Regions from separate parts of the Mus musculus genome. Here region 1 is linked to region 2. Evidence: chromatin contacts called from public Hi-C data. All regions are on one chromosome and are shown on one strand. Each heading gives the region's core, a stretch centred on a gene start, on an enhancer-like site or on the middle of the called end of the contact. The rest is flanking DNA. Distances are from core to core; before and after follow the strand shown.

Evidence for each region. A called contact is a pair of places that touch in the nucleus more often than the background predicts.
Region 1: a contact with region 2 is called in a Hi-C map of myocytes, with 1.9 times the contacts expected there. The contact joins the promoter of Dclk1 here to the enhancer-like site in region 2. A contact is called at or near these places in 2 of 39 promoter capture datasets (the 3T3-L1 cell line and 3T3-L1-derived adipocytes), 2 of 484 Hi-C or Micro-C datasets (myocytes and neural progenitor cells) and 1 of 9 other capture datasets (liver).

What each region holds. Positions count from the first base shown.
Region 1 is chr3:55,237,282-55,244,612 of GRCm38.p6, forward strand. Dclk1 (doublecortin-like kinase 1) reads left to right here and starts at 5,083. Exons shown (of 17, transcript NM_001195538.2): 1 at 5,083-5,470.
Region 2 is chr3:55,095,730-55,102,300 of GRCm38.p6, forward strand. No RefSeq gene overlaps it. Among named protein-coding and RNA genes, the nearest start is that of Spg20, 13 kb to the right of the region's middle. Within about 2 kb of position 2,447, at least 42 of the 459 cell types and tissues checked have an H3K27ac peak or open chromatin away from gene starts, as enhancers often do. A contact at or near this core is called in myocytes and neural progenitor cells, where this site is marked.

The sequences.
Region 1 (7,331 bases), core at 3,833-6,332, 140 kb after region 2:
GAAGAAAGTTGAAGTGACTGCTTTCTGACTTTGACAGAAAAACAGAAGCCAGTGACCTTGCAGGGGTCACTTTTAAGAAGAGAAAAGGGTGGGGAGAGGTCTGTGTTAGAATGGGTGAGGATGTGGTGGTGTATTTCAATTGGGCGTGTTAGGATGTGGTGGTATATTTTGATTGGGCGTGTTCATTGCATGAACCAAGAGGGAAACTTTTGACCGCTGGACTTCAATATTTTGAGAGCTGGACCTTGGTAGTCAGCCTTTTGGAGGAGGAAGATGCTGGATAAGGAAATAGGCCTTGGTGGCTAGCTTTCCGCAGAGGGGTTGGGGAGAAGGGCAAGGTCTGCTGGAGCCAGGCTTGCCACGCCTGCCGGAGCTGGCCAGAGTTCCTGGAAGGTGGATTTTGGGACAAACAGGAAAACTCCAGGAAAGTAGAACTCAGTTGTGTGGGTCAAGGGTGGGCTGGGAAGAGTTCACCCACAGGAAGCCAAGTTTCTCTTAGGAAAAGCGGGGGGGAAAGTCTGGGAAACTGAGTTACAGAGGGCTTACTAGTTCATAAGGGGTCCTGGGTTCTTATAAAGATCTAAAACCTTATGTAACCTGGGCCTTAGCATATTTGAACTGCTATACCAGAGATACATGAGTAGTTACAGTAATTATTTTGAAAGGTCTTGTCGGGGTTGGTTTTCTGTCAACTTACCTCAATCTGGGAAGAGGGAATCTCAACAGAGAAAATTATAGATTGCTTATAGGCAAGTCTGTGTGGGTGGGGAGTGTTTCTTGATTGTTTATCAGTGAATGAGGGCCCAGATCACTGTGTGATGCCAGTGTAGGCAGAGGGGCCTGAACTGTATATGAAAGCTATATAGCAGGTACTAGCTTTTAAAAATTACCTTATTTTATGTGTATAGACGTTTTGCCTGCATGTATGCATGAGTACAACTTGTGTGGTTGGTACCCAGGAGGACAGAAGAAGGAGTTGGAGCTCCTGTTACTAGGGTTACAAATGGCTGTGACCTGCCATGTAGGTGCTGGGATTCAAACTTGGATCCTCTGTGAGAGCAGTCAGTGCTCTAACTACAATCTCTTCAGCCTGACAAACTATTTGATTTAAAGGCTGCGTTTTCTAGAGGAGATTACACAACACACTAGAATTCAGGGTTGCCTTATAGACATAATGACCAAGGTGGTGGTAAAACTGTCTTGAATTTTAAAACATGGGTAGTTTTAGAAAGTGGAGCTGGTCTTGGCATTTATTAATACAATAGACTGTATTTCTTGAAACTTTGAGTCAAGAAAAAAAATCTCCTTCCTTTTAGGTTACACCTGTTATGTGTCTTGTCAGACTACATATACATATACACATACACATACACATACACATACACATACACATACACATACACATACACATACACATACACATACACATACATACATATACATATACATATACATCATATACATATACATATACATATACATATACATATACATATACATATACATATACATATACATATACATATACATACATACATATGGATATAGATACAGATACAGATATACACACACAGAGTCAGTTTTTGGATCAATTCCTTCTTGTAAAGGGGAATAGTGCCAATTTAAAACATGTTTTGAGCCAGACTTGGTGGCACATTTCCAGGGGGGGCGGTGTCAGGCAGATCTCTCTGAGTTTGAGGTCATCCTAGTCTGTATGTGAGTTTCAGGCCAGACAAGGTTACATAGCGAGACCCTGTAACAGATACACTTGCCACATTTATCTCTCTAAGGCATAGGAACCAGTGATGAAGAGAGGGTAGACAGATGCCGAGAGCCAGAGCTGGTGATACTACAGGGAAACTGTTCTCTGGACACAAAATGATGGCTGCCCACATGAACTCACAGTGATCTGTGGGAGAATGCACACGACCCATGAAAAACTCAGGACAGACAAAAATCCCAATACAGGGAAGTGGGCACAAAACAATCCCACTCTGGCTGGGGATCTGGGGCATCCTCTGCTGGAAAAGAGTCAGTGTTCGTTTGTTTGGTTATTTAAACTGTGTGTGACCCTGGTAGGTAAATGACATTATAGGGCAGACCCTATTCCCAAGAGTAGCTGGGTAACACAAAGTGGACTGGTGTTGTGTGACAAGACACATTTGGGAGACACAACACCCACATCTACTTACCCCAGATTGGGAACCCACAGCAGACCAATGTATGGATACTCCAAAGTCTAACTTGGTGACCGACTGAGTTTTATTGGGTTACTTGCAGGAGTAGAAATGACTCAAAGACAGTTGCATCACCAAGGCTCACCCAGCATAGGTGAGGGCTCAAAAAGTGTAGGAAAACCGAAGTACCTTGCACAGCCTGCAGGCAGCTCAGCTGGGTAGACAATGTTCACTCCAAGTGCCCCTGACCTAACCTCTTTCTGGCAGGGGCTCTGGTCTCAGAGTCCTCTTTGCAGCTTGTCTCGTCTGAGAAGGACTCTCAGCTGTTCTAGATTACCCTGGCAGGGAGAAGTTGGTAAATCTGGTTGGTTTCAGGGCTTTCTGCAGCTATTTTGGGTCACTTTACCTACCAGCTTCAGGAGCTTCCTGGAGGATGGGATGTTTCAATCTTGAAGGAAGATGTTACATAACAGCTTAGTGGTTTTAAAAGAAAACATGAAGCTGAATAGTAGGGAGGTGAGGGCCAATTTAGAAGAAATTAGGGCAGGGGGTAAATATGATCAAAATACATTTTATGAAATTCTCAGAGAATAAAATATGAATTGTATCCTCTAAAGACTTAAGCTGCCTTGGGACAACTTTGGACGTTCGTCTAGTCAGGTTCCTGGTGCGGTTTACCCAGAATGCTTTTCTGCTACGTTACGGCCATAGCTTGGTGGCCATGGTATTGTTGAGGGCATTCATCCACTTACTTGTTACTTGTAGTTTTAGGAGAAGGTAAAATGTCTAGAGATATTCCCATTTAAAAAGTCATCTATGATCTTGTTTCTTTTATTACATTATTTTCATTTTTCAAGTAAACACCCTAGTGTTGGGAATTCTCAAAAAAAAAAAAAAAACAAACAAAAAAACAAAAACCCAACTTGTTCTAAATACTGCCATTTTGTTTTTAGACTCCCATTTAACCACAGGGGCAAACTAAATTCAAGGTTCTAGGCTCTAGGGGAACTGGGGACTTCCCAATAGCTGAACAGCTTCTATTGAAAGGATACACTTGTCTGAATCCAAATATCTCAGGAGACAGTTGTCTGAATTCAGATATTTCAAGGACAACTCCATCTTGCTATCTGGGTTAACCTAAGGTAATATTCCCAGACCCAAGAGCCTACTCCTATACTAATTGGTGAAAAACTGTAATAATAACTTGGCGTAGGTGTTTATGAGATGTGAGCTTAAATATCCTGTGATATTCTGGCTCTTTGCTTCAGTTCAGCTCCTGAGTCTTTTCTGAGGTCCTGATTGACCAGTAGCAACTTGATTACAATACATTTTTGTCTTCTTCATTGACCTGGTGTTTGAGTTATGATGGATTTAAGCAGACCCTGTAACACTAGGACCATGGTAAGATACGGTTAAGTCATATAAAATGCTTAATAAATTACCTCGAGGAGGCTGGAGAGATGGCTCAGTGGGTAGGAGCTCTTGTTACATTTGCAGAGGACCTGGGTTCAGTTCCCAGCACCCACACAGTGGCTTACAAACACCTGCAACTCCAGCTCTAGGGGATACCACATCCTCTCCTGGTCTCCAGGAGCACTGCACACATGTGCTATGCATACATACATGTAGGCAAACATTCATACACATAAAATTGAGATAAATAAGTCATTTATAAAATGAAATGACCTTGACAGCATGTCCACTGGGGGGAGGTTCGAGGTAGGATCTCTATTAGTCACACACTTGGAAGAAATCACTGGGGACTTCTCACTGGCAAGATAAGTGGAGGTCTTGATTTCTGGTCTCAATGAAACAGACTTGTTTGGTGTCCATCTCTTGGCTTAGCTCTGAGCCTTACTTTTGCACTAGAATTTGAAGAAGCAGAGCGTGGGACTTTGCATCTAGTTAATTTGGTGAGTGCATTCTACACTCATCTCTGGCCTCTTGAGTAGCTCAGAAGTAGATATCTCATCATTTATTGAATATGTAATACATATCCCAGTTGGCTGCATTTTCTAACAAAGGGTAATCAGCATGAACAGAATACTTCAGGAGAATTTCAGAATAACTTTTAGTAACAATAAATAGTAAAATACATAACTGGACCCAGTGGGCAGAAAAAATTAATTTTGTGTTTTTTATTGAGCAGCCCAGAGTCAGTAAGACAAACAAATACATATATTGGCATGTGTCTATGTATTGTCTAATGACTTTTAAATATATATATTTAGGCTGCATACTGAGCCATGCAAATGTTTCAGAGATACCTGGGATGGGGTCCCAGTCCCCAGAATTGTATCCAGTGGAAGCTGTGAACATCTGGGTTCTGAGAACATTCTTGTTCGGGGAGGGAAGGCTTGTGTAAGCTTATGGGACTTTCCACCCTGACAGACTGCCAGTCTTGCAGCCAAGAGGCCTCCAAGAGCAGTCTAAGTGTGGCCTTAAGTTATCAAAAGCTTATTGTGAAATAAAGCCCTAAGCAGGAGGCCACCATCTCAACAGTGACTCATGTCTTGGGGTCAATCGCGAATGACGAGTGGAACGTGGCCCTCCCCAAGTAGGGAGACTGAGGATTACTTTACATTGCTTAGTTTGAAGGGTCCAGATCTGGTCTCCCAGGACAGTTCAGAAAAAGCAGTTTTGAGGGGCAATCCTACTGGCTTCCCTATTCCTGGGAAGGGCGTGTCAAACCACAATGCCAAATGAAAAGATGTAGGGGTGTGTGGGTAGGTGGGTGAGTTCCTCTGGTCTCCTTTGATGAAGGCGACCTCAATACTGGACCACTTCTCTGCCCAGCACATGACCTGCTTCAGATTCATCTCTATCGATATTCTTTCTCAGTTCCCTGAGCCACCAACCAATCTGCCCCCATCCTCTGGCAAGTCCTTCTAGCGACTGGGGAGGCTTGGGAGCGGAGGGGTGTCCAGGCAATCCAGATTACCAAGACCATTGCAACCAGAAGCCTGGCTAGAGGAGGGAGGACCCTGGACTCAGCCACGGTGGGCGCGCCCTGCCAAGGAGGGCGGAGGGCGGAGCAGGAGAAGGAGGGAGAAGGGAGGGCATGTGAGCGAGTGAGACACAAGAAAAGCTTGCGCGCCACCGCCCTCCTCGGGAGAGAGGCTGGAGTGAGGCTGAGCGGAGAACCGCATTTCAATGAGGACCAGCTCCAGCGCATCAGTGCACTAGCGGTCGCAGCTTCCAGACGCTCGTGCTCCGCAGCCCCAGCCGCGCCCAGCCCGGCGAGGACAGCTCCAGCAGCCGGCCACAGACAACCCAGCCTCCACCCGCGACCGGTGCGTGCTTTGCCTGGGCTGGGGAAGGTGCGGGCAGGCCCCGTGGTGCCGTCTGACCGCAGCCCTGGAAGCCCTGGCCAGGATGGACCCCACTGGGCAGCAGCCGCCCCGCCCGCCGTTCCTCGAAAGACGGCTGCTCTGGGCTGGCTAGTTTGGTCCGGCCAGGAAGCGTTGTGTGCCCGCGGCCCCAGGGTTGCTGGCTCCTGCCTCTTTTGTCTGGTGCCACCGGCTTTAAATAGGGAGTCTGGCGGGTTGGGCCCTCCAAGGCTTTCCATCCCCTTGTTGTTGGAGATAGAGAGCCGCGGAGGAGCTGGGAGAGGCGCTTGTCATTGTCAGGATTGACTGTGGAGCTAGGACCAAGTGGGCAAGGAAGGAGTGGCTGGGCCTGGCCTCTTATTGTGTGCATGCTTTCCCGAGTGCCCAGGAGGGTGGCATGTGCCTGGTGATGGGGGCTGCAGTGTAGGCGTTGCAAGTACCTTTTTGCATGGTCTCAAGTTCCTCTGGGGACAGCCAGGAAGCCTTGTGTACGAATTAGTACCTGCAGTGCTAAAAGCATGCAGAGAGGAAAAGACATTTTCCTCCTAGGGGGAGCGCACACACAGCGCCGCATTGCCCCACAAAAGAGGCTGCTTTTGAAAATCAGGTTTCTGAGGCATCGCCACTGGATTTGGCAAGGAAATCCTTGTGGGTGAGAGAAGTAACAAGAAGATTTCATTCAAACAGGGCTCCCTCTCTGACTGCACCTGTGAATGTGTGCCCAGGTTACTGTGCACGCGCGCTCAGCTGCCACACTGCAGGGTGTTCCGAAGGGGGCGGGGGGGGGGTGGGGAACGACCGTGTCATGACTGTTCCTAAATATATCGCCTTTCAATGGGAAAGGAAAGTAGGGCAGCGTTTTAGGTATGGAATGTTTCATGAATGCAGGTTAGGAGGGATTTCAAGAGAGGTTATATGTAAGAACATTTAAAAGATGTTCCCACATCCTGTGATGTGCTGGCTTGGGTGGTGCGTGCACTCCGGAGAAACACATGCATGTCTTTTATTCCATACCTCTCTATCCACCTGAATCCTAATCCAACTGCTAAAATATGCTTTGGGATTTCCATGTGTGATGGCGTGGATTTATGCTAGACGTGTGTGTGTGTGTGTGTGTGTGTGTGTGTGTGTGTGTGTGTGTGTGTGTTTCTAAAATTGATGAAATGGGAGCTCATTCACAGAAAGGTGAATATAATATTCCTTAGAATGGTGAGAAACCCCACAACGAGCAACACTGCTTCTCTGGCTTTGTAATATTTGTAGAGTATGATAAAAGTCCATGCTCTTCCCCACCCACAGTTTGTAGTCTCTGTGGCTGAGGGCTCTGAGCACCTTCTTGGTGCCCACATTTGTATCCAGAGACTTCTATCCTCCCATGCTCTGCAAATGCTGGCCAAGTGTGTTCTAGCTAGCTTCCTGTATAGGAAGTGTGAACCTGTGGGAGCCCGGAGAATTTTCTTCTAGAGTTCTTAGTTCACATGTGTGACTAAGACTCTGAAAGCCGAGCCAGCAGAGGCGAGGGGAGGGCACCTGTTTTCATTCCACACATGATTCCCAGAAGACTGAAGTGTGCGCAGCGGGCCTTGGCTTTCAGTTAGTGGAAGCTGTGGGGTTGGCAGTTATTTCACTTCGAGCATAGCTCTGCCATGCTGGTCCCATCACTGCCTGCTCATGGGTGGGGAGCAGGGAATGTAATGCCTGCCCTGGGTGAACCTGTTACTAAAATGAGCAAAACCTTCTGTTTTAAATAGATTTTCTATCATTTAGTGTGGAATCTTGATCCTAAAAGCATTCCCAGTTTGAATTGCTGCCAAAACTTTTTTTT
Region 2 (6,571 bases), core at 1,197-3,696:
GAGACAGTGAGGAGAGACAGAAATAAAGAAAATGTTATGTGGCTCATGGTTGAGGGCTCTATGAGACCCAGGGAGGTTTTCTATGAGTAGGCTTGAGCCACTATTAGTCTCCGATTTCATCCAGGATCGTCGGCACTATATGTAAGATTATATTAAAGCTGCCATAGAAAGATGAAGGCAAAGAAAGAAAGTTTTGGTCTTACCTGGGGTGGGAACCCTGTTTATCCACAGTAAGGGATGCAGAGGATAAAAAAAGTTAAGACTGACAAGGACCCTTACAAGAGTGGATAAGAGTTCCATAATCCGCAAGGGAAGCTGGGAAATGTAGTTTTTCAGCAAGAAAGTCTCGGGTTTACATGAAGTCTTTGAGTTTGTAAAAAGCACAGTCCATTTGGGGCAGCAGTGAGTGCTCAAAAAGTTAAGGGTTTTTGGAATGTTTCAGATATCAAATTTCAGATGATGGCTGCTACAGCTGAATAAATTTTGGACTCAATGCAAATACCAAGCCATTTTACACGAGGGATTTGAGCAGACTCGGGTTTTGCTATCACTGTGAATAGCCTGGAGCTACTCTCCTGGGTCTCAAAAAAACAGGCTGTGAAGTTAAAATTTAGGTCGATTAGATATTCTTGACTTGCTGGGTGGTCATTTTAAACTGCGTCCCCCATTACCAGAGACTGGGGTTAAGACCAGTCTCTACCAGGCTCTCTCAAGAGGCCACCAGCCAGCAGGGTATCATCAGAGCGGTAGGGGCCCCAGCTGCAAGGCTGCCTCTGCCAGGAGAATGAAAGAGCCTTTTCAGTCTCTTTCCTTGTTTCCCCAAGGCCAGGCTCCACATCACCCTGCCCCCTTCCTCATGTGACTCACTCCAACTCTGGTAGGGAACCATAAGCCAGTGGATATTCTCTTAGTGGATATTCTCGCCATTTCAATTGTTTTGCCCATGCCCTCTGTCCCTTTATTTAAGGGGTAGGCAGCTTTATTTTTAGGGCTGAATCTCTGTCTATCTTCTACTATGCTTCTGTCTAGAAGATAAGAAAGGGCTCACAGCGCTGGGTCCATGTTTTCATATGCAATCTGAGTTCACTGCCTTGTGCACAGTGAGGGCTCCTGTGTAAACACAGAAATTTTGAGAAAGTCTGAAAGGACATTAGCAATATAAAAACGGGATTTCATGGGTCCTAAGAATGCAGTGTTTTTTTTCTTTTACTTTCACCACTTATTTTTATTATATGTGTGTGTGTGTATAATATATACATACACATCATACACACACACACACATGCACACATATATATGATTGTTCGCTTGCATGTATGAGTATGTACCATATGATGCCTGGAACCCAAGGAGGCCAGAAGAGGGCATCCCTTGGAACTAGAGTCACAGATAATTGTGAGCATCCACGTGGATGCTGGGAACTGAACACTAGCCCTCTGGGAGAGCAACCAGGAACTTTAGCTGCTGAGACACCTCTCCAGACCCTGCCTTTGCAAAGCTAATGAGTGACCTGGAGATCATGGTAAAGCCACCTGAGACAAAGGCTGCTGCTGAGTCTGACTCCTATGCTTCTCTTCTTTAAGTCTGGCAAAGGGATCTTCTATGATTCCCTAGGGAAGCAACTGGGACTGGCCATGCTCCAAACCAAAATCCAAGCATTTGTCACAGCTGGGGTGTGGCAGTCATGGTTCCAAATGAAACTTAAAACTCAGAAGAGGGGGCGGGGAGGATCTGTAAAAATCACAGCAGGATTTGGAGGCATAGAGTGAAGAAGTACTAAAAATTCTCCTAATTTTCTGACTGCCACAATCATTAAGAGACTGGATGGCTTAATGGGTGCTACGACTTTCATTGTGCCCATTCATTGCTGTTTAAAGTCTCAGTACAATTATGAAGTAGACAAAATGTTGGCATGAGAGAGAGAGAGAGAGAGAGAGAGAGAGAGAGAGAGAGAGAGAGAGAGAGAAAGGACAGGAGGCAGATGACCTTGGAAGCAAATCAGTAGCTGGTTTATTTTAGAGAAAAGAAGATGTGTATAGAGAAAAACTGCAACAGTATTCTTTAATGATGATATGCAGTATCGTATGGAGTTTTGCTTTTGCCCTCAGAAATGAAAGAAAGCATTACAGTCAGAGACTGGCTTCAATACTGAGCACTGTAGAAATGTCAACTGATTACATTCACAGTTTATTAGGAAGGGCACATGAACAGCAAATTAGAAATAACTTCTCGCCGGTACTTCTTACATGAGGAGACAGTGAAAATATCTGGACAGAAGCATCTTAGGAATTACAGAAAAGCAAAAAAAAAAAAAAAAAAAATTGTTGTGATTAATAAACATGACTTTGAAAAATTAAGTATTCTTAATCAATGGCTCTTCTGCCTCCATCTGCTCAGTGCACTCATCCCGCTGACAGCAGGGGACCTGCTGTGCTGTTCATTCCTGCATGCTCAGCCACTGAAAGGGTAGCTAATGTGTCAGCAACCTAGGAGGGAGGGAGGGCGGAGGGGACAGACAAAGCAAAGAATCTCATGTTGTTGAGACATTAAAAATATTCCCAGCTCACTGTCCCCTATAAAGGAATGCCAATGACCTTGGAGAGTTAGCCAGGAGCACCAGCTGGTAGCAAGGAATTATGAACTTTTTCAATATTTTCCTTGTGTGTAATGCTAAGATCTAACTTGTATTAGTATGAAAACAGGAAACAAGTAATTCATACAGCTTATGCTATCTGAGGTAAATGAGTATTGTACTTAATAATTCATTCTTATTGCATTTAAATGTCACTGAGCCCTGTACCAGATGTCTGTACCAGTGCTTATACTATTCACATCTATTCACTCCATCTTGGCCCAGAACCCCTCTTTAAAAGGAGCTTACAAAATGGTTCTTGTCCCAGGTAAACTATGTTTTTGTAAGGTTTGTTTATTTTTATGTGTCCTGGTGTTTTGCCTGTTCACAAGTCTGTGTACCATGCCCATATAGTATTCACAGAGGCCAGAAGAGAAAGTCTGATCCCCTGGAAAGGGAATTACAGGTGTATGCGAGCTGCTATGTGGGTGCTGGGAACTGAACCCAGGCCCTCTGCAAGAGCAGCCAGTGACCTTAGTAGCCACCAGCTGTCTCTCCAGCCTGGTGGGTAAACGATTTTAAAGAGAAAATGCATTGGTCTCCAGCCTTTTGTAAGTGATATTTTTTAGAACTCAGCCAGGCTTAGAATTTCAGCTAAATTCTTATTCTCATAAGCAGAATACGGGCATTGATGGATTCCTTGTAATTATCCTTGAAATAACTGAGGAAGGAAGAGGGTACAGGGAGACACAGAAGCTAAGGGTAGCACTGAAGGGGGCGCGGGGTAGTGAGCCCTGTGTGACAATTTTGATGGAGTGGGGATCCAGTTCCACGGAATGTGTGGCATTTGAGAAACTTAGCCAGCAGGCAGCTGGGTCTCCAAGTCTGCCCTGGGCAGCTGCGGTCAGGGCGTGGCCGAGAGCAGAGCAGAGAGTGGAGTAAAGGCATCATGGGAAGTCGGCTCCGTTTATTGAGGCTTCAGAAATTTTTCAGAAGCAATAGATTTCTTTTCCTGGCAGCGCAAGTCACTAAAGCAGGAGCCTGGCATGAAGGCCTTGTGTTCAGCAAACGTTGGTCACACGAGGAAAGGAAAAGGAGCCATTTAGAGTGCAGAGGGGGAAGGCTTTTAGAAAAATCCACAAGAGAGGTGGAAAATGCCCTAGAAGAGTGAGGGACTCTAAAGACACTTTGATGGAGGAACTCGAAGGGATTAATGGTGGCTCTTTGTGGGAAGAGATAAGGACAGAGAGAAATAGAAAGGTGAATCTCTACCCCCCGAATGTGGTGGTACTTTTTTCAGAGTGATATATATTTACCTCTCCCTTCAAAAATATGACTGTACATAAAAATATTAATGCAAAGTTTAGTTACTAGTCCTGAGCCAGCATGAATGTCTTGGTGTTAAGCATGTCCCACGGCTATGTTGAATGTTCTCTTTGAAGAAAGCCCTGGGAAGCCTAGGCAGAGATTGTATCAATTGCCTTTTCTTTTCTTTTCTTTTCTTTTCTTTTCTTTTCTTTTCTTTTCTTTTTTTTTTGAGACAGGGTTTCTCTGTGTAGCCCTGGCTGTCCTGGAACTCACTTTGTAGACCAGGCTGGCCTCGAACTCAGAAATCTGCCTGCCTCTGCCTCCCAAGTGCTGGGATCAAAGGCGTGCACCACCACACCCGGCTCAATTGCGTTTTCTTAAAGCCTTTATTTCAAAATAAAAGGGAGACCCAGGGCTTCAGTGCTGACCTGTGGATGTTCTGGGACATGGGCTATGCTGGCATGCTGGGACAGGACTGCTCTGAGCCTGCTGGAGGGTGTCAAACAATGTACTGTGTGTGATGTTATGTCACAGTCATCTTCTGTGCCGATCCAATTGCAGACTAATTTCATAAGAAAGTGACTAAACACACAAACCAACACAACTGGAACACTCTGATCACTCAACACTTTGTTTGTTTGCTTGTTTCGTTTATAAAGAGACAGGCAGGGGCTATAAGATTTGATGGGTAAAGTTAAAGAGGAATGAGACTAGACCACACAGCATCTCCCCATTGATGAGTTGGGGGATGAAGGTAGAGTGTATGTGTGTGTGTGTGTGTGTGTGTTGGGGGGGGGTGTTAGTTAACTCCTGATCTCTGGACTTTGGGAAAGAATGCAGTTCTAGTTACGCACTTCCACAGAAAAGGTAATAAGAGAAGAAAGAAAGTCAACTAGAGATCTTTAAGATGCTTATAGTTTTCAGAAGAAAGTCCTGTGATTGTCACATTCTTATAGACCAGCACCTGTAAGAAGTTCCCTGGGTTCCATGTCACTTAGAATACCGACTGTGCATCAAGCACCACCCCCACCTCCCCCAGGACTCCAGGGTCACCTCAAAGTGCACACCGTCAGGCCCTTCCCCAGCCTTAGTAAATCTGACTGTATTTTTATTATTTTTGGAAGATTTATCCTTATTTTGTGTGTATGAGTGTTTGTCATGCACATAGCAGTGCCTGATGCCTTCAGCAACCACAAGGCATTGAATCCCCTGGAACCAGGATTACGAATGGTTAGGAGCTGGAAATAGAACCTGTGTCCTCTGCAAGAGCAGCAAGTGCTCTTGAGAACCATCTCTCTAGGCCCATGCTGGCATTTTTTAAAAGATGTCAAGTGTAGGTATGCCGAGGACGAGCCTCAGTTAGGTGGCAGGAGTCGGCAGGGTGACAGACATGGGCACAAGGGAGTGTGGTATCTGGATGTAATTTTGTCAAAGTTAGTATCATATATATATAATATATATTCAGAAGAAATGCATACATATATACACATATATATAATATATGTATACAGAAGAAAACAAAAAAGTAGGTTGTCACAGCAGGCAAGGTGCATTGAAGTTATCTGACACAAAAGAGGAATGTCTTCAAAGGACTGGCAGGAACCAGGCAATGTTTACAGTAAAGAATTAAAAGCAGCCCTGCCTAGAGTCAGCTAATGACAGGGGCCAGGAGAGGATTTCAACTTTGAGCCTTGTGAAAGCTTGCACTAGGGGGTGCTCTTGCTGGCCTTTTCATGAATAATGCAATACTGTAGTTCCTCCTTAAACTACACCCCCCCTTCTTCCTAGGCCATGGTAAATTCTTGCATATGAGAGTAACTTGACTGCTCTTTTAAGTATCTGTAGGGAATCTCCATTTGTCAGAAGAACTCACCAACTTTCTTCTAATAGGCAGTCTGCCATACCTGACTGTAATGAAGATTCTAAGTATACTTTGCTAAGCTTGCCCTGAGATTTCTATCTGGCAAACTGAGATGCCTGATCCATACACCCGACTAACGAAAGGACAGAATTAGAGCATTCGTTTTACAGGATGCCACGGTTCTAAGAGACTAAGTTTCCATGAACTTGTCGCCTCAGGACTTGGTCCAGGTTTCTAGACCTGTCATGCGAGTCACTACTGGAGTGGGTGTAGCATAGGTACATCAAGGACGAAAAACATCCCCAATTCAGTTTTGTCTTTCCACTCCACTCATCTTCACAAAGCAACAGAGAACAAGTCCTGACAGTGTGCTAGAAAACAACCTAGTAGCCAAAAGCAACCCTGCAACAATAAACTGTCGTTTAAAATTACCCATGAACAAAAAAACGGTCTCTAAAAACAAAACAAACAAACAAACAAAGGTTCCCTTCTCCCTGTTGACTACAGGCTGAGAGGCACCAGGCTGGGTAATTGTGGGCTATCTCAGATGTCAACACAGCTCTGGGGCTTTGTGTTGAGCCCCGCTGGGCCTCCTGAGAAGAGCTGAGCGCAGGGAGAGCTCAGGGGAGAGAAAGGAAGTCTGCTGTCTGCATTCAGATACCTGGGCCTTGTCGTGTCCGCTCTCGACCAGCAAGAACGACACGACCACCAGTCCTTCTAACAGCAGTTTATTCAGCAAACTTCAGTCTTCATCTCTCTCGCTTCAACTTTATCTCTCTTCCTTCTCTCTCTAACCCGGGCCTCTCACTCTTATATACTCTCAGCCCCCA